Linked DNA regions of Sus scrofa: region 2 is linked to region 1. The links are chromatin contacts, called in public Hi-C maps. All regions are on one chromosome and are shown on one strand. Each heading gives the region's core, a stretch centred on a gene start, on an enhancer-like site or on the middle of the called end of the contact. The rest is flanking DNA. Distances are from core to core; before and after follow the strand shown. Region 1 overlaps ERGIC1 (endoplasmic reticulum-Golgi intermediate compartment protein 1). Region 2 overlaps ERGIC1 (endoplasmic reticulum-Golgi intermediate compartment protein 1).

The links. A called contact is a pair of places that touch in the nucleus more often than the background predicts.
Region 2: a contact with region 1 is called in a Hi-C map of skeletal muscle, with 5 times the contacts expected there. The contact joins two enhancer-like sites. A contact is called at or near these places in 9 of 47 Hi-C or Micro-C datasets (blood, embryonic fibroblasts, liver and 3 more) and 2 of 2 datasets of contacts at active chromatin or transcription factors (alveolar macrophages and skeletal muscle).

The regions. Positions count from the first base shown.
Region 1 is chr16:51,299,101-51,302,776 of Sscrofa11.1, reverse strand. It overlaps ERGIC1 (endoplasmic reticulum-Golgi intermediate compartment protein 1), which reads left to right. Exons shown (of 10, transcript XM_003134052.6): 8 at 1,341-1,441. Among named protein-coding and RNA genes, the nearest start is that of RPL26L1, 24 kb to the right of the region's middle. Within about 2 kb of position 1,501, at least 28 of the 83 cell types and tissues checked have an H3K27ac peak or open chromatin away from gene starts, as enhancers often do. A contact at or near this core is called in alveolar macrophages, liver and skeletal muscle, where this site is marked.
Region 2 is chr16:51,382,297-51,385,915 of Sscrofa11.1, reverse strand. The region is part of intron 1 of ERGIC1 (endoplasmic reticulum-Golgi intermediate compartment protein 1); the gene reads left to right. Among named protein-coding and RNA genes, the nearest start is that of ERGIC1, 19 kb to the left of the region's middle. Within about 2 kb of position 1,990, at least 19 of the 83 cell types and tissues checked have an H3K27ac peak or open chromatin away from gene starts, as enhancers often do. A contact at or near this core is called in alveolar macrophages, liver and skeletal muscle, where this site is marked.

The DNA of each region.
Region 1 (3,676 bases), core at 252-2,751:
TCCAAGGACTTAGGACCGACTTAGCCAGGAGACCGGGATCAGAGCCCACAAGCCTAAATTTCTGGGTCATTTTAGTTGCAGGGTCCTTGAGCTGCCCCTCACAGCCCAGAAGCCCAAGGGAATATCACCTTTCCCAGGATGCTGTTTCGCGGCTCTGGGGCAGCGTTCTATCAGCCCGGTGTCTGATTCCGGTTACTTCATGCTTATCAGAAGCTGATTCATCTGTTCTCCCATTCATGTCTCTGACCAGTCATCCATCTCTCCATTCATTCATTCAATAAGCATTTGCCACTGTCCACTCTGTACCAGGCCCTGCGCAGGGTTCTGGGGACAGAAAGATGAGTAAGGCTGAGTCCCCCACCCCACCCCGCCCCCTGCAGCCTCCCTCATCCAGCAGGGATGGGGTAAGAGTTACAGAGTAATCCCACAGGACCAGTTCAGGGGACAACTGACCTCCCATTAATTGAAAATGAGAAAATGAGGGAAGAAATTAATCAGTTCTTTATCGATGCAGTTTTTCTTTTTCTTTTTTTTTGGTTGGATGGTTGGTTGGTTGGGTTTTTTTGCTTTTTAGGGCTGCACCTGTGCCATATGGAGGTTCCCAGGCTAGGGGTCCAGTTAGAGCTGCAGCTGCCGGCGTATGCCAGAGCCACAGCAATATGGGATCTGAGCCACATCTGTGACCTACACCACAGGCAGCGCCGGATCCTTAACCCATTGATCAAGGCCAGAAATCAAACCTGCAACCTCATGGTTCCTAGTCGGGTTCGTAACCGCTGAGCCACAATAGGAGCTCCCCGGTTTTTCATCTTTAAAACTTGAACCCAGTTTGTTTCGAAAGTAACAGAATTCAAACAGGATAAGAAGGTGCATGAAGAAATATGACATTTATCAAATCCCACGTTCCCTCCCAGATGCTAAAACTGCTAATAGTTTCTTGGGTATCTTTGCAGAAAATTCTTCTGTGTATTCACGCATGTAAAGGAGTGAGTCTTCCCTGCTCCTAATCCAGGGAATCACATTATTCACCCTGGTCTGTAACTTAATTCTTTTCACCAAACAAGTGGTTTCTTCCAGCAGCCCCTCCTCAGCACTTGCCCTATTGATGGACATTTAGGTCGTTTCTAGAATTTAATATTCTATACAGTGCAGGAGTAAAGATACTGACAGATGGAGTCTTTCAAAAAGAAGAGGGGTGGTTTGGTGGCAAAATTATGCAGGCTGAGTCCCTCCCACCCCGTGGCAATGCCAAGCACGTCTAGGGTTGAACTGACGTAGAAAGAGCTGCCAGCCAGGCAGTGCCCACCCCCGTGCTTCATGCTGCTGTGTCCTTCCCTCAGCTCTCGCCTCCCACGACTACATCCTGAAGATCGTGCCCACGGTTTACGAGGACAAGAGTGGCAAGCAACGGTACTCTTACCAATACACGGTGGCCAACAAGGTATGCGGGTGGCAGCTGAGCCCAGCTGCGTGCAATCACGCCCTCTGCTGGCCAAGATCAGAGATGACAAGTGTCTGGCTTGATTTCCTGTGATTTCCCTTTAAGGGACTTTTCCTGGGTGATCTGCCTGGGTAAAGATGGGAGGCCAGTCTCAGAGTTAAGGGGAAGAAATCTAACTGCAAGATAGGGTGTGACATGTTTGAGAAAGAGCAGGCGGGTGGCCTGCCCCAAAGGTCCAGGTGTTGCAAACACCTCCTCGGCCCTACATCTGACCCCAGTCCTCCACACGCAAGACCCTGATTGATTAGCACACAGCAGATGCTCCAGCTCTTGAGGCAACAAGCTCTTTATCCAAAATTGTGAGATTCTCAAATTACACCAGATGGCCGTTTGTAAACAGGTATGTCCCAGGACCCCAACACTCAGTGTCATGGAGAAGCAGACAGGCCTTGGTAGGAAGTAAAGCATAATCGGAGCCAGCAGATTGGGGTGATAGACAGTGGTTTGAAGCTTATCAGTTGAGACACCCCCACGAGGCTGTCTACACCAGGACTCTCATTTTTTATCCTGTCCCAGGACTGCCCAAGTCCATTGTAAGCAATATATTGTTTGACTCTAATAATAATAGTAAGAGTAGAAGCTATCGCTAATGGACTGCTTTGCTGGACATTGTGCTAAGCTCTCTAGGTCCCCATCTTTTTCAGTCATCATGGCAGTTCTGATATTGGGACTGTTACTGCCCCCATTATACGGATTTGGCCACTGAGGCACTGAGAGGTGGCCCCGGAGCTATAAAGTGGCCGGGTGGGGATTGGAACCAGCTTCCCGTCCCGTTCCAGAACCTGGGCTCTTGATCACATCAGCTGCTCAGTCTGAACACAGGGCCTCTGAGTCTGCCAGGCTGGGAGCCCCTTTCTCTCAGGTGACTTGGCACCGTTGTGCTCTGATCCACCTGAGGTTTTGCTTAACAATCCAGGGGAAGTCCTCTTTCTTTTATTCACCATTTCTTGGGGGGCATCTCACTGGACCCCTCAAGTGCTGACAGCAACGAACAGATGTGAGAAGGCAGGTGCAGTCTGAGCAGAAAGAGCGTGGGGCTGTGGAACAAAGTTCTGATTCAAACCCACTCAGTCACTTACCAGCTATGGGACCCGGGACAGGTCACAGAACTGTGCCTCAGTTTACTTGTGCATAAAATGGGGATGGTGCCACCTCCTAAGAGCGCTGTCAAATAAGGCAGTGTCTTTAAAACCACCCACCCCGCAAAGAAGGCTTTGGGTCAATGGTACCTACTGCTGATGCTCCTTTTTATTATTTTTCTCTGTCCCTCAGCTCTGGGCTGTGACCCAGACAGTCACCCTGCCCCATCAGCTCTCCCTGGAGAAAGCTGATCTTATTTTGCCCAAGGCTTCTTCCCCTGAGGCTTTGGCAGTGGCCCAGCGGCCAGAACAGCTTGCTCAGCTCTCTGCGGCCGCAGCCCCAACCTACCTTGAGCCGGGGGGCAGCGTGCCCTTTGGGGCCTGCGGCCGTCCAACCGAGAGGGCGTGTCTAGGGAGAATCTATGGGGCTGGGGCCTTAGCATTTGGTGTTGGGGCTTTATTTACTTATTTATTTTTTGTCTTTTGTCCTTTAGGGCCGCACCTGCGGCATATAGAGGTTCCCAGGCTAAGGGTCTCATTGGAGCTGTAGCTGCTGACCTAGGCCAGAGCCACAGCAACGCGGGATCCGAGTCACGTCTGCGACATACGCCACAGCTCATGGCAACACCGGATCCTTAACCCACTGAATGAGGCCAGGGATCAAACCTGAAACTTCATGGTTCCTAGTCGGGTTCATTTCTGCTGTGCCACGACGGGAACTCCAGGGTTGGGGCTTTAGTTTGGTCTCCAGTTGCTATAGAAGAATGAGAGTAACGCTGAGGTTTTCAGCATCCTGAAGTGGGCACAGTGTGAGTTCTGCCCTTAGCATCCTTGGCGTCTTAGCCGGTGCCTTCTCAGGAAGGCTTTTGGTAAGCTGATGGGGCTGTGCCCTCTGACTTTCCAGTTCCATGTGTTCCTGCTTCGAAAAAAAACTCACTCTGCACAAGGTTCTCATGCTCAGGGAAGGAGACCTTCACTCAGACCGAGCCCAGATCACACTTGTCCGTTGACATCGCTGCTCTCAGCCTCAGGGTTGATTCTGGTGCTGCTTCCAAGGTCCTACAGTCCATTTACAAGCAGCCAAAAGGGTCCAAAA
Region 2 (3,619 bases), core at 741-3,240, 83 kb before region 1:
GTCTTCCTCAGTGGAACCTTCTGCCAGGTAGCTCCTGGCTGTTTGGAGAATGCACCACCCAGCATTTCCCTTGCTTGACTGCCCACAGCAGTTCTCTGGGAAAGGAGTCGCCTCTGTGAAAGGGGCGACTCCTTTCCCAGATGGGAAAATCGAGGCCCAGGGAGTCACCATCTGCCCAGCCAGCTGGGGGCAATTTGCTGGTTCAAATGCAGATTCCCATGGCCCCACCGAGAGATTGTGATGTGGGGAATCGGGGCCCCAGGCTCTGTATTTATTTATTTTATTTTATTTTTAATTTTTTTGCTTTTTAGGCCCGCACCCGTGGCATATGGAGGTTCCCAGGCTAGGGGTCCAATTGGAGCTGTAGCCGCCAGCCTACACCACAGCCACAGCCACGCCAGATCGAGCTGAGTCTGCAACCTACACCACAGCTCATGGCAATGCGGGATCCTGGATCCACTGAGTGGGGCCAGGGATCAAACCTGCGTCCTCATGGATGCTAATCAGATTCGCTAACTGAAAATCACTGACAGCCTCACAGGAGACTCGGAGACCAAGCTTGAAATCAAGCCACAACGGGAAATCCTGGGCTCCGTATTGCGAGCAGCCTCTCTGGGGCATTGTAATGATCCGGACAGGGGGAGACCTGAGCAGGGACCCTGGCTTGTGCCTGGCCCTGTTGTTTGCTCAGCTGGCCCAGTGACTCCCTTCCTCGGCTTCCTCAGTTTCCTCTGCTGTGAGTGGAGCGAGTAAGTGGTGCCCACCCAGCTCAGACGGTGGTTGTGAAAATTCCCTAACATTCTTAGGGTTCAGGGAATATGGATTTGTTGCAATGATTCCACATAGGATTTGTTACAACAGCAATTTAAGAAATAAAAAAAAAGGTATCTGTGTGTGGAATTGACAGCAGCATCTTCTTTGATGTGGGAGTCTCAGGATGCTGGGATCAAGGCACTTGGCCCCTATTTTAGAGATGAAATGACGGAGGGGGCAGATTGGACTTTGGAACTCCTGTGGGGGCAGGGCGGGCATGGGGGTGACTGCCCTGGGTGGGAACTGCAAAGGGCTGGGGTGTGAGAGGTCACGGCACCCCCTCCCCTCAAGTGGCATTGCTCAGAACACCAGGAAACACTTCCAGGTAGGGATGGTGACACTGATTTCCAGGAGGACAGTTGGGGCCAGAGAGGAAGCACCCAGTTGCCTCCCCGACCTGGTCTGGATCCAGGGATCGTGGCTTCCTATGACCCCCTCACATCTCTGCATGCGACTTGGCTGGGCCAGAGGTTCCACCCAGAGCTTGTTGGCTAGATGGTCTCAGTCTAGCCGGTGCTCTGCTTGCTCATGCGCTCACTCGTTTATGTCACAGTTATCCATTGAGCACCTGCTGTGTGCCATGTGCTCTGCTGGTGCTGGGGTGTGAAGCTGACCACCACAGACATGGTACCTGGTTTCGTGGAGTTTCCATCCCAGCAGAGAAGAGGGACCTTAAAGGATCAAGAGTCGCTGGAGTTCCCGCTGTGGCACAATGGGATCAGCAGCATCACTGGAGCTCTGGGATGTGGGTTTGATCCTGGGCCCGGCACGGTGGGTTAAGGATCGGAATTGCTGCAGCTACCTTGTAGGTCACAACTATGGCTCTGATGTGATCCCTGGCCCGGGAACTCCATACGCTGTGGGGTGGCCAAAAAAGAAAAAAAAAAGAGGTGGGCAAGAAGGTCCAGGTGTCTTTGGGCACATTCTGATCTAACGTGGTGTGGGTTCTGGAGGGGTAGTGCCACCTCGAGGCCTTGTGATGAGCAGACCTGGGCAGATGCCAGGGCGAGGGCTGAGGCCCCTCCAGAGGCAGAGGTGGGCGTGAACTGTCAGCCCTGGCCCACTGGCTGGAGAAGGCATCGGGGCAGTGAGGGGTGACCCTCAGCACAGCAGGAGCAGCTCTGAGCGGGGAACTGGTGGGTTCTTGTGCTCTGGGCAACCTGCAATTCTGTGCTGCTGAGACGGACGTGGGTGCAACCCGGAGGGAGCCAGGCCAGCAGCCACTGGCTCTTGCGTTGTCCAGTCTCTCTGCCAAGAGGCTTCTTTGAGTCACATTTTCCACACAGACTTGATGTTTTGGAAATATTGACCTTCAACTAATGTCACTTATTAAATTGCAAGTCATATCCTATTCAATTCACAAAAAGGACAATGGACTGGTGGCTTAGTTCCCGGCTTGCTGGCAGGAGGGAACTTGACAGCACTTGAGGCCAAAGAAAGACAGGTGCCTTATCGGTGACCATCCCCGCCTTCCACCCCCAGTCCCTATGTCCCCAGGGGGGCGGGCAGTGTGTCTTTTCTGTAAGACTCTGAGGCCAGGCTGGAGAAGCTGTGGCAAGGCCGGAATGCCGAGTCCAGGCTGGGGGGCTTGAGCCTTGATCACGGGAAGCAAAGAAACCTTTTAGAAAGGTGAGGTCATTTCGTACAGGCTGGAGAGGAATTTCGGTGCCTCCTGGGCAACAGCACTTGGCTAGAGAAGGCTAGAGGCTGATGGTACACGAGCCAGGAGTGAACTGGGCGGCTGGGGGCTTCCTGGGGGAGGGACGGGAGTAAGAGTGGGGGTGGGGTCAGGGGACGGGTCAGCCTTCTAGCCCAGGAGCTCTGCACCTGATGGGATTGGGAGGCAGGGGAAGCGGCGTGAGAAAGGGCAGGGGATACAACGGCGGGTGAGGTGGACCTGGTTTGTAGGCCACCCAGAGGGACTTGGCTTGGGGTCTGCTTGTGCAGCAGGCAGTGGGGAGCCATAGTAGGTTCTGGAGCAGGGATGTTGCTTAGGAAGGAGAAAAGGATGAAATAAATGTAAAAATCTCCCTAGGGCATGGACACAGGGGAACTGAAAGCCCATTGGCTTCGGTCAGTATGTTTCCCAGAGATTGTGTGTGTGTGTGGGGGGGTGTCTCCTTGGTAGGATGACTGCTCCTTAATCACACCTTCAGGGAAACAGGAGACAGACTGTGGGACCAACCTCAGGCTGAATCCATGCATAGGAAATGCCTAAACCACATTGCGGGCATACGGGTGGCCGTGGGAATTGTAACCAAGGACCAGGGGCCCTGAAAACCCCATAGCAGGAAATTCACAGATGGGAACTTTACGTATTTATTTGCCTTTTTTTTTTTTTTCCTTTTTTTGCCTTTTTTTTCTAGGGCTGCTCCTGCAGCAAATGGAGGATCCAAGGCTAGGGGTCTAAGTGGAGCTGTTGCTGCCAGCCTCCAGCACAGCCGTAGCAACCCTGTCTTACTTTCTCACAGGGATGTCTGGCGTAAGAGACTTTTCCTCCTTGAGTCTAGAACTAGACAAGTCTGGACTGTTCATTGTGTGCAGCAGTGAACATTCACAGCCCTGATCCCAGCCCTTCCCAGCTGTGGGATCTCAGGCAGATTCTTATCCCCCCTGGGACTCAGTTTCCTTATCTGTAGCAATGGGCCAGTAACCCCACCCCCCAAACCCCCAGCATCACATGAGGCAAGATGAGATGCTATCTATGGATTGTCAGCAAGTGCTCCACCAGGTCACTGACCCCTTCCTCTTGGGTCCCATGAACCCCCAGGACCCCAGGCAGCCCTGACGTATGACCCAGTTCCTT